Linked DNA regions of Mus musculus: region 2 is linked to region 1. A link is a contact called in public promoter capture Hi-C data. All regions are on one chromosome and are shown on one strand. The core of a region is the stretch at or near the end of the contact, and the rest is flanking DNA. Distances in the headings are between cores, read along the strand shown. Region 1 holds the start of Rrm1 (ribonucleotide reductase M1). Region 2 holds the start of Dnhd1 (dynein heavy chain domain 1).

Region 1 (6,267 bases), core at 3,018-5,517:
ATTCCTGAGACCCACATGGTAGAAGGAGAGAACCAACTCTGAAAGTTGTCCTCTAATTTAATTTCTATACATGTGCTGTGCTGCGCATGCATAAGGAGGGGTACAGAAAATACATTTTCTCCCCCTGCCTCCCCCCAGACAAGTTTTTTCTGTGTAGTCTTGCCTGTCCTAGAACTTGCTCTGTACACTGGGCTGTTGTGGTAAATAGAATTGGGGGTTTCTACCCCGCCTGAGATCATTTAGTTCCCAGATAAAAGACACAAAACCTATAGATTTATAATAGCCTTAAAAGCACTGGAGCTGGGCAGATATCAAGCCTCTAAGCTATTTTGTCTACTTCCCTATCGATAACCCCTAGTTATAACTTGCCATTTTCTGCTTTGTCTGCACTTACTCCAATTGGCCAGCCCACATTACCAGTTTTCACAGTCCTTTATCCCATGGTGTCTTCTCTCTTCACCTCTCAGCTCTTTCTTCCTCATGGTCTCTGCCTCAGAGCCCAGAAAACCAAAGCTCCACCTGCCTCTCTTCTGCCATAGGCTATAGGCATCTTTACGTAATTAATAGTTTTAAATGAAGGAGCAGGGTTACATAGCATTACTTGGAGTATATGAGGATCTGAGGCAGAGATTCCCGAGGAGGAAAGAACAGAGAGGTGAAGAGAGAAGACAGCATGGGATAGGGGACTGGGAGAACTGGTCACGAGGGTTTGGATGGTCAGAGGAAGAGCAGCTGAAGAAGAAGATGGCAAGTTAGAACAAGGGGTTATTGACAGGGTTTCCTCATTGCTGAGGGATCAGATCTTGGGGGCCAGTATTTAGCATTAAATACACAGCTTAAATAAATTAGTGTTTTGAAAAACATAAAAGGGGCAGGCCGTAGTGGCACACACCTGTAACCCGAACACTGGGGAGACTGAGGTAGACGGATATCTGTGTTTGAGACCAGCCTGGTCTACAGAGTGAGTTCCAGGACAGTCGGGGCTACACAGAGAAATCCTGTCTTGGAAAACAAAACCAAACCAACAGAAAACAATGATAACAACAACAAAAACATAAAAGGGATAGACTACCACTGCTGGGCTTCCCACTTGACATCTTAAATGGTTCAAATGTGTACCATAACCTTTATGTGGAAGTCAAAGGGGACAACTTGTAGGATCGGGTTCTCTCCTGTGTGGATCCTGGGGCGGAGGGTGGGGGGTGGGGGGGCGGGGCGGGGGTTGGACTCTGATTGTTGGGCTTAGTGGTAAATGCTTTACTACCATCTCAACGGCCCTGCCTTTTTTTTTTTTTTTTTTTTTTTTTAAAGCATGTAGTCCTTGAATAAAATACGGAGGTTTATATTGGTATCTTCATGCATGAATAGCATGCTCTTTGATATTATTCACCCTCTCCTCTCAGCCACGTTCATTCTTAGGTCCACAAACCAATCATCTCGGTTTCTCTGCATTTCAAAAGAAATGAGGAAACACATTGGTAAAGGGAAATGGATTTATTCATAGTTTTGTCACTAGAGAGATAAATAACTCAGTCCTTTTTCCTAGCATACTTGTAGCCTTTACAGTTTTAGAAAACTATGAAGCAAAGGCAAGAAGGTATGCATGCCTTCTCTGGGTGTTGGAGGAGATCACTATCTTTAGATAGCCTGTATTGGATCAGTTCTCAGCAGTTCTCTGTTAGCATAGAGACACAAGGACCTCTCTTTAGAATTTAGAATATTTCTGAATTTTGCCAGGGTCCTAGCCCATTCTCAAGTACAGGGTCACTGCTACATTGTGGTCCTCAGCCTGACCAAAATTCAAATACAGAGTCTGTATTAAGCAGGCAGGGACTGCCTGGAGAGAAACACTTCTCACAGAGCAGCCTTGAATGCATATTACAGGGAGTTTTTAAAGACAAAGAACACACACACACAAAATCCCCACTATATACTGGTTGGCAATTGCAGGGGCAAGCAAGCAGTTTTACAAGAGTCAAGAATATGAAGTTAGCTGGAGCATTTTGACCCTGAATTTCTAGAACAGGGTTGGATGCTTTCCAATGGGACTTTTCAGTGAGAGGGTAGAACCAAAGATGGCTTCAGCTGAGACAAAATGGAGAAACTTTTACCCTATTATACTCTTCCTCTTTCCAAATAGTGTCTCCCCTTGTTTTTTGTTTATTTTATTTTATTTTTAGTTTTATTATTTACTTTTTCATACAATATATCTGGACCACAGTTTCCTGTCTTTCTGAAACTCCTTCCATTCTCCCCCTAACTCCCCTCTTCCCCCATTCACTCCTCCATTAAAAAAAAAAAAAAAAAAAGTCCATCTCCCAGGGATATCAAGTATAGCAAGATAACAAGATTCGTAAGTCTAGGCACAAACCCCCATATCAAGGTTGTGCAAGGCAGCCCAGTAGCGGGAAAAGGGTCAGAAGAGAGTCAGATTCCCTCACTCCCACTGCTAGGAGTCTCATAAAAACACCAACCTAACAAATGTAACATACATGCATAGGACCTAGCACAGACCCTTGTAGGCTCCATGATTGCTGCGTCAGTCTCTGTGAGTCCCTATGACGCCTGCTTAGTTGACTCAGTGAGCCGTGTTCTCCTGGTGTCTTCCACCCCTGTGGCTCCTACAGTTCTTTCTCTAAGCTCTGAAGGGAGAGACCTGTGAAAATCTCCAGTTTGGGCTCTCTTTCTCTGTCTAATGTTTGGCTATGGGTTTTTATATCTGCTCCCAGCTGCAGAAGGAATCCCCTCTTGATGAGGACTGGGCTAGGCACTGACCTAGAGTTTTGGCAGCTGGCCCAAGTTTGGATTTTTGGTTTGCTTTTATTTTTTAGACCTCGGTTCCACATTATAAAAAAAGATGCAATATTTGTCTCTATAAGCTTGGCTTATTATGATGATCTCCAGCTCCATTTCTAGCAAATGATATTATATTCCCCTAACATCTGAATATCAATTGTGTTTCCATATCATATTTTCCCCCTGGATAGCCCTGGTCCTCTAGCTTCATGTAGGATTTCCTATGATGTGTCAGTTGTGGGTGGAGATGGACCCCTTCTGGAGGGTGTAAGAAGCAAATGATAGGTTTTAGCGAAAGAATGCCACATACATTATTTTATGAAGATCAGTTTTATGACCGAAATTAGTTTTTATACTTGTCTTGAATAGGTTTAAAGTACGACTTTAACTATTCTTTCTTTTTTTCACCTAGCCTTTCCCCCCATTTTATTGAAAATGGATTTTTTTTTTCGCCTCACATAACATATCCTGATTATGTTTTCCCTTCTCTCCTTCCAGTTCCTCCCCATCTGGGTCCTGCCCCGTTTTGTCTCTCGTTAGAAAACAAACAGGCTTCCAAGGGAAGAAAAGAAAAAAGAAAAAAAAAAAAAGAAAGAAAACTAGCACATCAGTGTTGAACAGAACCAACAGAAGGACAGAATGCATGAGAAGGAACAAGAATCAGAGATACACTTGTTCGCACACTCAGGCGAACACTATAAAATCCCATAAAAAACACTAGTAAACTGGAAGGCAGGCAGGCCCTGGGCATGCTGCCTTAGTCTCAAGAGTTTATAAGAGCATAGAGGGCCTTGATTCTTCGGTGTCCTCCATCCCCCTAGGTTCTTACACTCTTTCTTCCTCCTTTTCTATGGGGCCCCCTGAGTCATTTGGGGAGGGATTTGATGGAGAAGTCCCTTAGGACTGAGTATTCGCAGATGTCTTGGTCTCTGCATAATGTCTGGCTGTTTTCACGTATTAATGTGGCGACGACTATCTTATTGCTGATCCTATCTCTACTACCATCCACAAAACTGTAAAAGCAAATGGACTGTGGGCCTTCATAAGAGTTTCACAGTACCCCTATTTCTGTAAGGCTGAAATTCAAACACCTTTGGTCTAGCCCCACTCTTTAACTGAGGAGTGTAGACCTACGAGCCCCGGGCTTCCTATCTGCTTCTTATTTGCGGGTTGTAGGCTTTAGTGCAAACCAGAACAAAATCTTGGTGTTTCCATAATGTCCATAATGTAAAATAGCAAAAAAAAAAAAAAAAAAGTCAGAGGGGTAGGGAAGGGGGAAGGGAGGAGGAAGAAGGAAAAAGGAAAAAGGTGTTCTGGATATCTGGTTGGTTACTTTTTTGTTATGAAATAAAAATACTCGGGAGATTTGCTTGCCCACACCCAATATGGCGGCAGGAGAACTCGTTCCCGCCAGGTCCGCTTTCACCCAATGTGGTGGAAAGGAGCGCAGTCTCCCGGGCTTTGCCCACACTCAATATGGCGGCCAAGGGACTCGTGTGCTGTCTGTCTACTGCTCAGTTTCCGCCCATTCAACTCCCGGCGTTGAAACGTCAAGAACGTCATTCGAATTCCGTCCGTCGCGTTGCTCTGCACGTCACGGGTGGCGGGAGCGGGAAGGAGTTCGTAATTCGGTTAGTCTGCTCTGGTGAGGAAAGTGCTGTCTATCGCGCAGCTTCCATCCCTCCGTCCGAGCAGCCTCTCGGAGTCCAACCCTTCACATCTGACAGTCGTCTCTGTCCCTTCTTCGCCTCGGAGCTGCTAACTGGTCTCGAACCTCTCAGCACTTCAGCTTCTAGCGGCGATGCATGTGATCAAGCGAGGTGAGGGGTCCGTGGGGATGGGGAGGAGGAGAGGGGACCCGGCTGCGGAGAGCCCAGCGGTCACTATCGCCGGCCCGCCCGACCCGCCCGACCCGCGGCGCCTCGCCGCTTCCCGCGCTTCCCGCCGCGCTTCCCGCCCTGTCTGTCAGCTGGGCCTGTGTCTGCTCAGTCTGTCCCCATTCTCTTGACCTTTGTGTGTTCCCTTTGACTTTGACTTTGTGCTCCCTTCCAGACTCCCTCCAACCCTGTCTGAGATTGTTCCCGAGCACTGTTATTCCTTGCCGCCATCCTCAGAGGTAGCTGCTTTTGGCTCCATTTTTTTAGAAGAGGTTGCAAAGACACGAAAAAGCACCCCAACACCCCCATTCCACCCCAGCTAGTAGTTGGTGAGGTTAGAATTGAAACCCATAGCTCATAATAGCCCTGTGCCTGTCTTTCCTCATTTCTTAAACAAAATAACAGACAAAAGAACCGCGGAGTCGATGATCTGGTGTAGGAGGAAATAAGGAAAAAAAGAAAAGGCAGGACACCACATTTTTTGAACATCTGTCATTTTTCTGGTCTCTTCTGAGGTGGGAGTGTAGTATCATCTCTCCTGCCTCTGCATTTTTGTGGGGAGGTTTTTTTTTTTTTTTTTTTTTTTACATTGTTTGTTCTTGGGACAGGGTTTCTCTGACTGGCCTGGAACTTACTCTGTGTAGATCAGTCTAGCCTCAAACTCACAGAGGGCTGCCTCCTCTATCATAGGTCGATAGACAAAGACTTTTAACCCAAATAGACAAAGACTTAATCCGAGTAGACATGATTAACCACTGAGCAGTCTCTGCAGACCCCAAAGACAATCTCTTAATTGTTTTAAACAGTTTTAAAAGCTGAATATACTTGATTCTTTGGTATTGCCCGCTTAATAACTGCTAATGCTAACTGTGATTTGATTATTTAGATGGCCGCCAAGAGCGAGTTATGTTTGACAAAATTACATCACGAATCCAGAAACTCTGTTATGGACTCAACATGGACTTTGTTGATCCTGTAAGTAAATACAGTGTGTATCAGGGGTTCTTTGCATGCTATGTGATTTTATGTCACTTACCTCTAGCCCTTCACTTAACTATACTTCAGTGTTAAATGTGAATTTATTGCCTGACACTTTCCTTAATTTTGATGTGTCCTTCAAGTTCTCATTTCCTGGAGAACTCAGAACATGAACTAAGAGGGGACAGTTGATGTGACTACTGGTCAGGCATCTTGTTTATCCGTATTTAGCCACACAGTGTAGAAATTAGTTCTATTTACCGTCATCTGGAATTAGGAGTGCTGTGTATCTTACTCATTTAACTTTTAAGAGTCTCTAACAGTTTTATACATACATATGTAAAATACACTTTTGTCATACTTTCTTCAGTGACCTCTTATCTCCTTCCTACAGCCATCTTCTCCATAAGTCTCTTAGTGCTTTGTGTGAGTGTGTGCATGTGTGTTTATGTGTGTGTTTGTGAGTGTGTGTCTGGGTCCCTATCTGTCCCACTTCATTTACTTAGAGTTGTTGTGTGAACATTGGTCTGGAATTAATTTACTTGATTGAGCAAGGGCAGCTTACCAGTGATTGTGCCACTGAGGGTTAAGACTCCTCCAGCAACCATTATTGGTC
Region 2 (6,620 bases), core at 3,330-5,829, 3.2 Mb after region 1:
AGGACAGAATCCATGTCTTTATAACTCAAATCGCATCCTCATCAAAGCAACTAGTACATAGTTTTTTAGCTTCCTTCTTATTTTATTATTAACAATGAAAAAAATCAAGAGAAAGTTTGTTTTGTTAGATGATATAGAAATTCTGCAAATGTAACCTTTTGTCAGTAATTTAGAGTTTGACATCTTATTGTTTGTTTTTGAGACAAGCGCTCTCTATATTGCCTAGGTTGGTCTTGGACTCTAGAGATGCAAACTCATCCAAGGTAGAAAATTGACCAAAAGTAAGGATACCACTATAGTCTAACTTGTTGAACTAGTGAATTTATTGAGACTACTTATAGGAGTGTATATAAGGGGTTATTTACAGCACCAGAAATGACTCTAAGAGAGCACATCACCATGGATGACAGGTCACAAAAGCTAGAACTTCAGACTCGCTGCATAATTGGAAGACAGCTTGACAGATTGGAGAGTGTCTGTTCCAAGGTAGCTTCTCTTTTCCGAGAGTGTCTCTCAGCAGTCCTTACTGCATATGTGTGCCTGGTGAGGGAGGGCCTGATGCTTCTGGTCAGATTCAGGAACATTTAAGTTTTGAATTGTTTACTTCCTGAATTTTAAAGAGCTTCCCTGCGGGATTCGGTATCTCAACTCACTTTAGAGCATCCTACATCTTTATCTTAAAGAGCTTCCCTCCAAGATATAATGTTTGGCTAGAGGAAATTATTATTATGACACCATCCTAGCCTCTGGAGTGCTAGGACTATAGGAACAAGCTCCCATGCCAACTGGACATGCCTTTTTAATCCCCAAACTCACTGGATGGTATCTTCTAACACTGTATGATCAATCATCACCCAAAGGCCCATTTATAGCAAGCAGTTTACTCGTTCAATTTGTAGGTCCTATAATTGTGTGTAAATATTTCCTTTTTAAAATTCTTTTCAGTAGTTCCTTTTAACCTTTTCATGCACATTGTTTTGCTTGCATGTATGTCTGTGTCAGGATGTCACATTCTCTGGAACTGCAATCCAGTTGTGAACTGCCAGGTAGGTGCTGGGAATTGAACCCGAGTCCTCTGGAAAGAGCAGTCAGTGCTCTTAACCGCTAAGCCATCTCTCCAGTCCCATTTCTTCTTACCATCTATAATGGGATTTAATGCCCTCTTCTGGTGTGTCTGAAGATAGCAACTGTGTACTCATATACATTAAATGAATACATCTTTTTTAAAAGAATGCTGGGCTGAAGAGATGGCTCACAGGTTAAGAGCACTGACTGCTCTTTAGAAAGTCCTGAGTTCAAATCCTGGCAACCACATGGTGGCTCACACCATCTGTAATGAGATCTGGCACCCTCTTCTGGAATTTCTGAAGACAGCTACAGTGTGCCTACATATAGTAAATAAATACAAATCTTCAAAAAATAAAAAATATATTAAAAAAAGAATGCTAAAATAGAAGAAATGTATGTTGCCATGGAAAATTCATTGAGTCCAAATTTACTTGTTTATGAGAACAAGATTCTACCTTAAGTAATTTATTTTGCATTTGTGTGTGAGTGTGTGTGTAAGCACACATGTGGTGTCCTTAGAAGCCAGATCCCCTGGTGCTGAAGTTATGTGAAGATGTAAACTAGTGTGGGTGGTAGGACTCCAATTCTGATCCTCTGAAAGAAAGGCAAGTGTCGCTCACTGCCGAGCCATCTCGCTAATCTCCTGAAGAAGTGACTTAAACAGTTTTAGTTATATTTATATTAATTTTGTGTGCATATATATATATATATATATATATATATATATATATATATATATATATATATATATATATATATACACATACACACACACATACATACATACATGGACACAGGTCAAAATTCTGCTTCAAGATGCAGCACTAACTTCCACATGTGTGAAACAAATTCAACCCCCTTCTCCCTTACACATACACACAGAGACACACACATCTCTCTGGAGAACCCCGCCTTTTTTTTTTTTTTTTTTTTTTTTTTCAGGAGATGAGTTTGTGGTCAGCCTGGTTGGTCTACAGAGTGTTGAGTTCTAGGACAGCCAGAGCTATTACACAGAGAAACTCAGTCTCAAAGAAACAGGTGCCAATGTTATTATTTGAGAATAAAGAATGCCCATTTATTTTTGCCTGTCTGGAAAACTGTTGTGTCAAAGCCTAAACTTCTTGACCTTCTGCAACCTGTGGATTTCCCCACAAAAAGAGTTGGTTGGTTACCTATGTTCTTACTCATTCCACACTGAACCCTGTTATGTCTCACTCATGTCAATTATATCAAGAGTCTATTTTTGTGAGACTAAATATTTTATACACATAACATCATTTAATCTCATAATTGTCCTAGAAGTAGCCACTATTTTCATTTTCAAAACTATAAGCCAAGTGGCAAAATCAAGATTTTAATTTAGGCAATCTGATCCCAGAACCAGTCTTACCAATTAATATTGTTATCCATTGATACATTTTCCCCATATTTTACAATCATCTATTCATAGTACTTAGCACCAAGGACTGGAGATAGAGTAAGAGGCAATAAGAACAATTAGAATCTCTGCCACTATGGAGTTTGTATGTTTTTGTTTTTGTTGTTGCTGTTATGATTCTGTTTATTATTTTCTTTTTTATTAGATATTTTCATTATTTACATTTCAAATGTTATCCCCTTTCCTGGTTTCTCCTCCAAAAACTCCCTATCCCCTTCCCCCTCTCCCTGCTCACCAATCAATCTACCCACTCCCATCTCCTGGCACTGGCGGACCAAGGGCCTCTCCTCCCATTGATGACCGACAAGGCCATCTGCTACATATGTGGCTGGAGCCATGGTCCCTCCATGTGCACTCTTTGGTTGGTGGTCAGTCCCTGGGAGCTCTGTGGGTAATGGTTGGTTCATATTGTTGTTCCTCCTATGGGGCTGCAAACCTCTTCAGCTTCTTGGGTCCTTTCTCTAGTTCCTCCATTGGGGACCCTGTGCTTAGTCCAGTGGTTGACTGAGAACATCCACCTCTGTATTTGTCAGGCACTGGTAGAGCCTCTCAGGAGACAGCTATATTAGGTTCCTGTCAGCAAGCACTTGTTGGCATCCACAATAATGTCTGGGTTTGATGACTATATGGGATGGATCCCCTGTTGGGTCATTCTCTGCTCCACAGTTTGTCTCTGTAACTCCAGGAGCTTACATTTTTTATCAGGGTAAATGGATAAGCAAATATGAGATAGCAATCAAAGTATGGGGTAAAATTAGTTTGGGGAAAAGAGGGTCTGGACCTGGGAGAGTGCTGACTTCTGGGAAATTAAAGGATTCACTATAAGGGGATGCATGCCTGAGCAGAAACTTGAAATAAAAATTTGAGAACAATGTGGAGAAAAGTGCTCACTCTTGTATACAATCCTTCCACCAGTGAGATGAACCATCAAGGTTATACCTTCTAATCTTTCCCAAACAGCCCCAGCAAGGGACCAAACATTCAGATATATGAACCTATGGGGTCATTCTCATTCAAACCACCACAACCTTTGCAAAAAAAAGATTAGATGTGAAAGTTTTATTTTTGCCTAGGTCAGGGCAAGTGAAGGAGTGACACAGGCAACTTCCAGGTTGTGCCCTTCATAAAGAGGTGTGATTTCTTCTCTTCTTCATCTCACTAGTTGTAATGGGCCTAGGCAGAGGAGGTGATGAACTAACTCTCTTGGATCCTGAAAGCAAAGACTATTTGCTTAGCCTTAGAGAAAGCAGAACACTCTAACCATGGTCCTGGGAATACTCAAGCTTGAATGTGACTCAAGTGAGAGCAAACACTAAACTTCTAGTTGGACACATACATATAATTCTTTCCTTCAGGAGGTTGAGGCAGGGGAGTCATGACTTCAAGGACAGCTTTCATTTCTAGACTGGAGACTAAACCCAGGGCTTTGAGCATATGAGGCAAGTGTTGGACCACTGAGCTATGCCTCTCACCTGTGAGATCTGTATCTCAGACTTAAAACTTGAAATATATGAAATCAAACACCCTACTCCCCCCTCCCCCAAGTCTACTCTTTTTACTGTCTGGCCTATCAAAATTTCCACTGATTAGAATAAAATCTATAACAGAGGTAGGTTGCTTTCTTCCTTTCTCTCTTTCTTTCTTTCTTTCTTTCTTTCTTTCTTTCTTTCTTTCTTTCTTTCTTTCTTTCTTTCTTTCATAACTAAACCACTCACTACTAGATGTGTAGCTTGTTGAGAGAGATACAAGATGTTTGTCTTACTCGGGTTTCTTGTTGGGACTTGAGGTGGGACAGTTGGATATGCTGTCAAGGGAGGGGAGGGAAAAATCAGTGAGCGAGTGAGTCCCTAGGATTACACTTGCTTCCTACGACCACGCCCCTAATGCTGTTAGTGCCCCCAAATCAATCTTGTCATTCAGTCTCCCGCTCAGCCAGATTCTTTTTGGGCCTTTGGGGTGTCAGGTTAAAAGCAGTATGCTAGTGTGGCCTGGGTCCCGGTCCCGCCCCCAGGCCCCTCCCACATGCCTGTTGAACTCTCCTTCTAGCTCCGATTTGAGGCTCGGGCCTCCAGGATTCTGTAACGGTTCTAACAGCTGGGAGCAGGTGGTGCAGCTGAGTCCTCTGCTCTGGCTCTGGGATCTGCTACCCTTGCCCTCAGTGGCTCAGCTCTTCCAGTGCCTAGGGAGGCCCCTCCCACTGGCGCACCGGGAGCTGTCTTCTGCCACGTCTTTCCGCTAGGTGTCCTAAACTGCTTCCCTACCCAGTAGCCGGCTTTGCACTCTGGACCTTCTCAGTCTGTGGTAAAGGCTTCAGGGGACGGGAGCTTTGCTGCCTTTGAGTGACAACCCTTTTGTGTTTCCTTTTCAAGGTGGTTGCCAGCCTCCACTCTGAAGTTTTCCTCATGTGAACACAGTTTTTCCAAAGATTTTGCAAGCGTGTATCGGTCTCTGTGTTAAGTGACTGGAACTGAGTCTAAGTTCATTCACGACAGGGAGCGCTCCGCAATGAAACCTCATTCACAGACCAGTCCCCCTTCCCTTCCCATGCCTTCTACATCCTGCAGGCCAGGTGAGACGAGGCCTTGGAGGGTGGGAAGGAGCTCCTGGGCAGGGAGGGCTCCCTCTTGGACTTGTGCTAGTCCTTGACAGTGAGTGGCTCAGTAAGGGCCCTCTACTGGTCTTCCTATGCTCTGCAACTCTATATCCACCTTGCTGTCCTAACCCTACTGGCACAGCCCAGAGCCAGAACTTCTACATGTCCCTCCCTCCCTCCCCCCCCCCCCCCGCTGGGTCCCACAGGTCAGACCCAGAAGCCAAAAGCCTGGAATTGGCATTTGGACCCCGAGCTGTGGGCAAGATCTGTTCGACAGCAATTGAATACCTGCCTCCACTTTATTCTGGAAGAGAAGAAAAACCCATGGTTTTATACCCTTCAGTCTGGGCTCGTTGGATGTAGCTGCAGCGGACAAGAACACTCTTGGGACTGTCAAATGAAACAGGAGGATCTCAAGGCAGTGGTTGAATCAGAGCAGCGGACACTGCTGAAGCTGCTGCTGTCTGAGCTTCAGTCTCTGTTCTCAGCTGTGATGCAGGATGGCAGTTGTGAAGCTTGGCGCTATCTGCATGCAGTACTGGGCCTGTTGCCTCCATACCGTGAGATGCTAGCTGGTCAACTCGAGTTGCTGCCCTTCCTGGAGCAGCTGTACTGCTGGGCACCCAAGGTCCAAGCCCGGCTAGAGCTGGACCTGCTAGATGCCATAGACAAGGCCTTTCCCCCAGACAGTTCTTTGTTACATAGTTCTTCCCATGTTGACTGTGGTCTATGGATGAAGAGGTTTCATCGAGGGCCTCCATGCTCAGCATGCCCTTTTGTGAAGGCCCAGTGGGACCGGCAACAAAAAAAGGAATTGGCCACGTGGCTCCGACCATTGACACTGCCTGAGCTACAGCACTGTCTGGGCATTGTTGGTGCTGAGGTGGCCCTAGAAGAGACCCCATGGCTGGACAGCCTTAGTCTTTTGCCCTTGGCACTGGCTACAGACATCCCTGTACAGTATGAAAGCAGTGATACTGAGCAGGCAGAAGGCGAACCTGCTGGGAGAAAGTGAGTGGCATGGTTTGGGGCTTTAAGTAGAAGAGATAAAATGAATTAGTTTAGGTGCCTGCAGGGCTACTGGCTTCTTGAGCCAGCTCCTCATGGCTCTTCAGGATTAGCCCACCTCTAAAGTGAGCTGGACTAGGCTGCACCTTTTTCACTTGCAAAAACAAAGCTAATGTCTCAATGCTAATCTATAGGGAAACACTGAAATCAATAGCAGCCATTAGGAAGCCAAAACTTGACCTTGTAGTTTCCAGTCTTCTCAGACGGTGCCAGAAGCTTCTTTGGGGTTCATATTCTTGGTCATTTATATTTGCCAAAACATACTTTGGGGCATATATTGTGCTGGTCCTAGGAACTCTATATGGGGTCTTTGGTTACTCTAGGGAGTGCTTGCCTGGGTGGTCTTCCTCCACAGGTCTATGTGAACTATTCCAGGTCTAAAGCAAAGCACTGCCTCTATGTCAACTTCATGATCTGACAGTAAGGGTGGCCCCTTGAGTAATGATCTATTCC

The links. Promoter capture Hi-C pulls out the DNA fragments that hold promoters and counts their contacts.
Region 2: a contact with region 1 is called in a promoter capture Hi-C map of liver, with 2.3 times the contacts expected there. The contact joins the promoter of Dnhd1 here to the promoter of Rrm1 in region 1. A contact is called at or near these places in 4 of 39 promoter capture datasets (cranial neural crest, frontonasal cranial neural crest, liver and 1 more).

The regions. Positions count from the first base shown.
Region 1 is chr7:102,437,428-102,443,694 of GRCm38.p6, forward strand. It overlaps Rrm1 (ribonucleotide reductase M1), which reads left to right and starts at 4,268. Exons shown (of 19, transcript NM_009103.3): 1 at 4,268-4,616; 2 at 5,560-5,648. The coding sequence starts at 4,598.
Region 2 is chr7:105,646,197-105,652,816 of GRCm38.p6, forward strand. Dnhd1 (dynein heavy chain domain 1) reads left to right here and starts at 4,580. Exons shown (of 44, transcript NM_001370803.1): 1 at 4,580-4,745; 2 at 4,876-5,075; 3 at 5,306-6,110. The coding sequence starts at 5,012. It also overlaps a transcript of Timm10b not described here.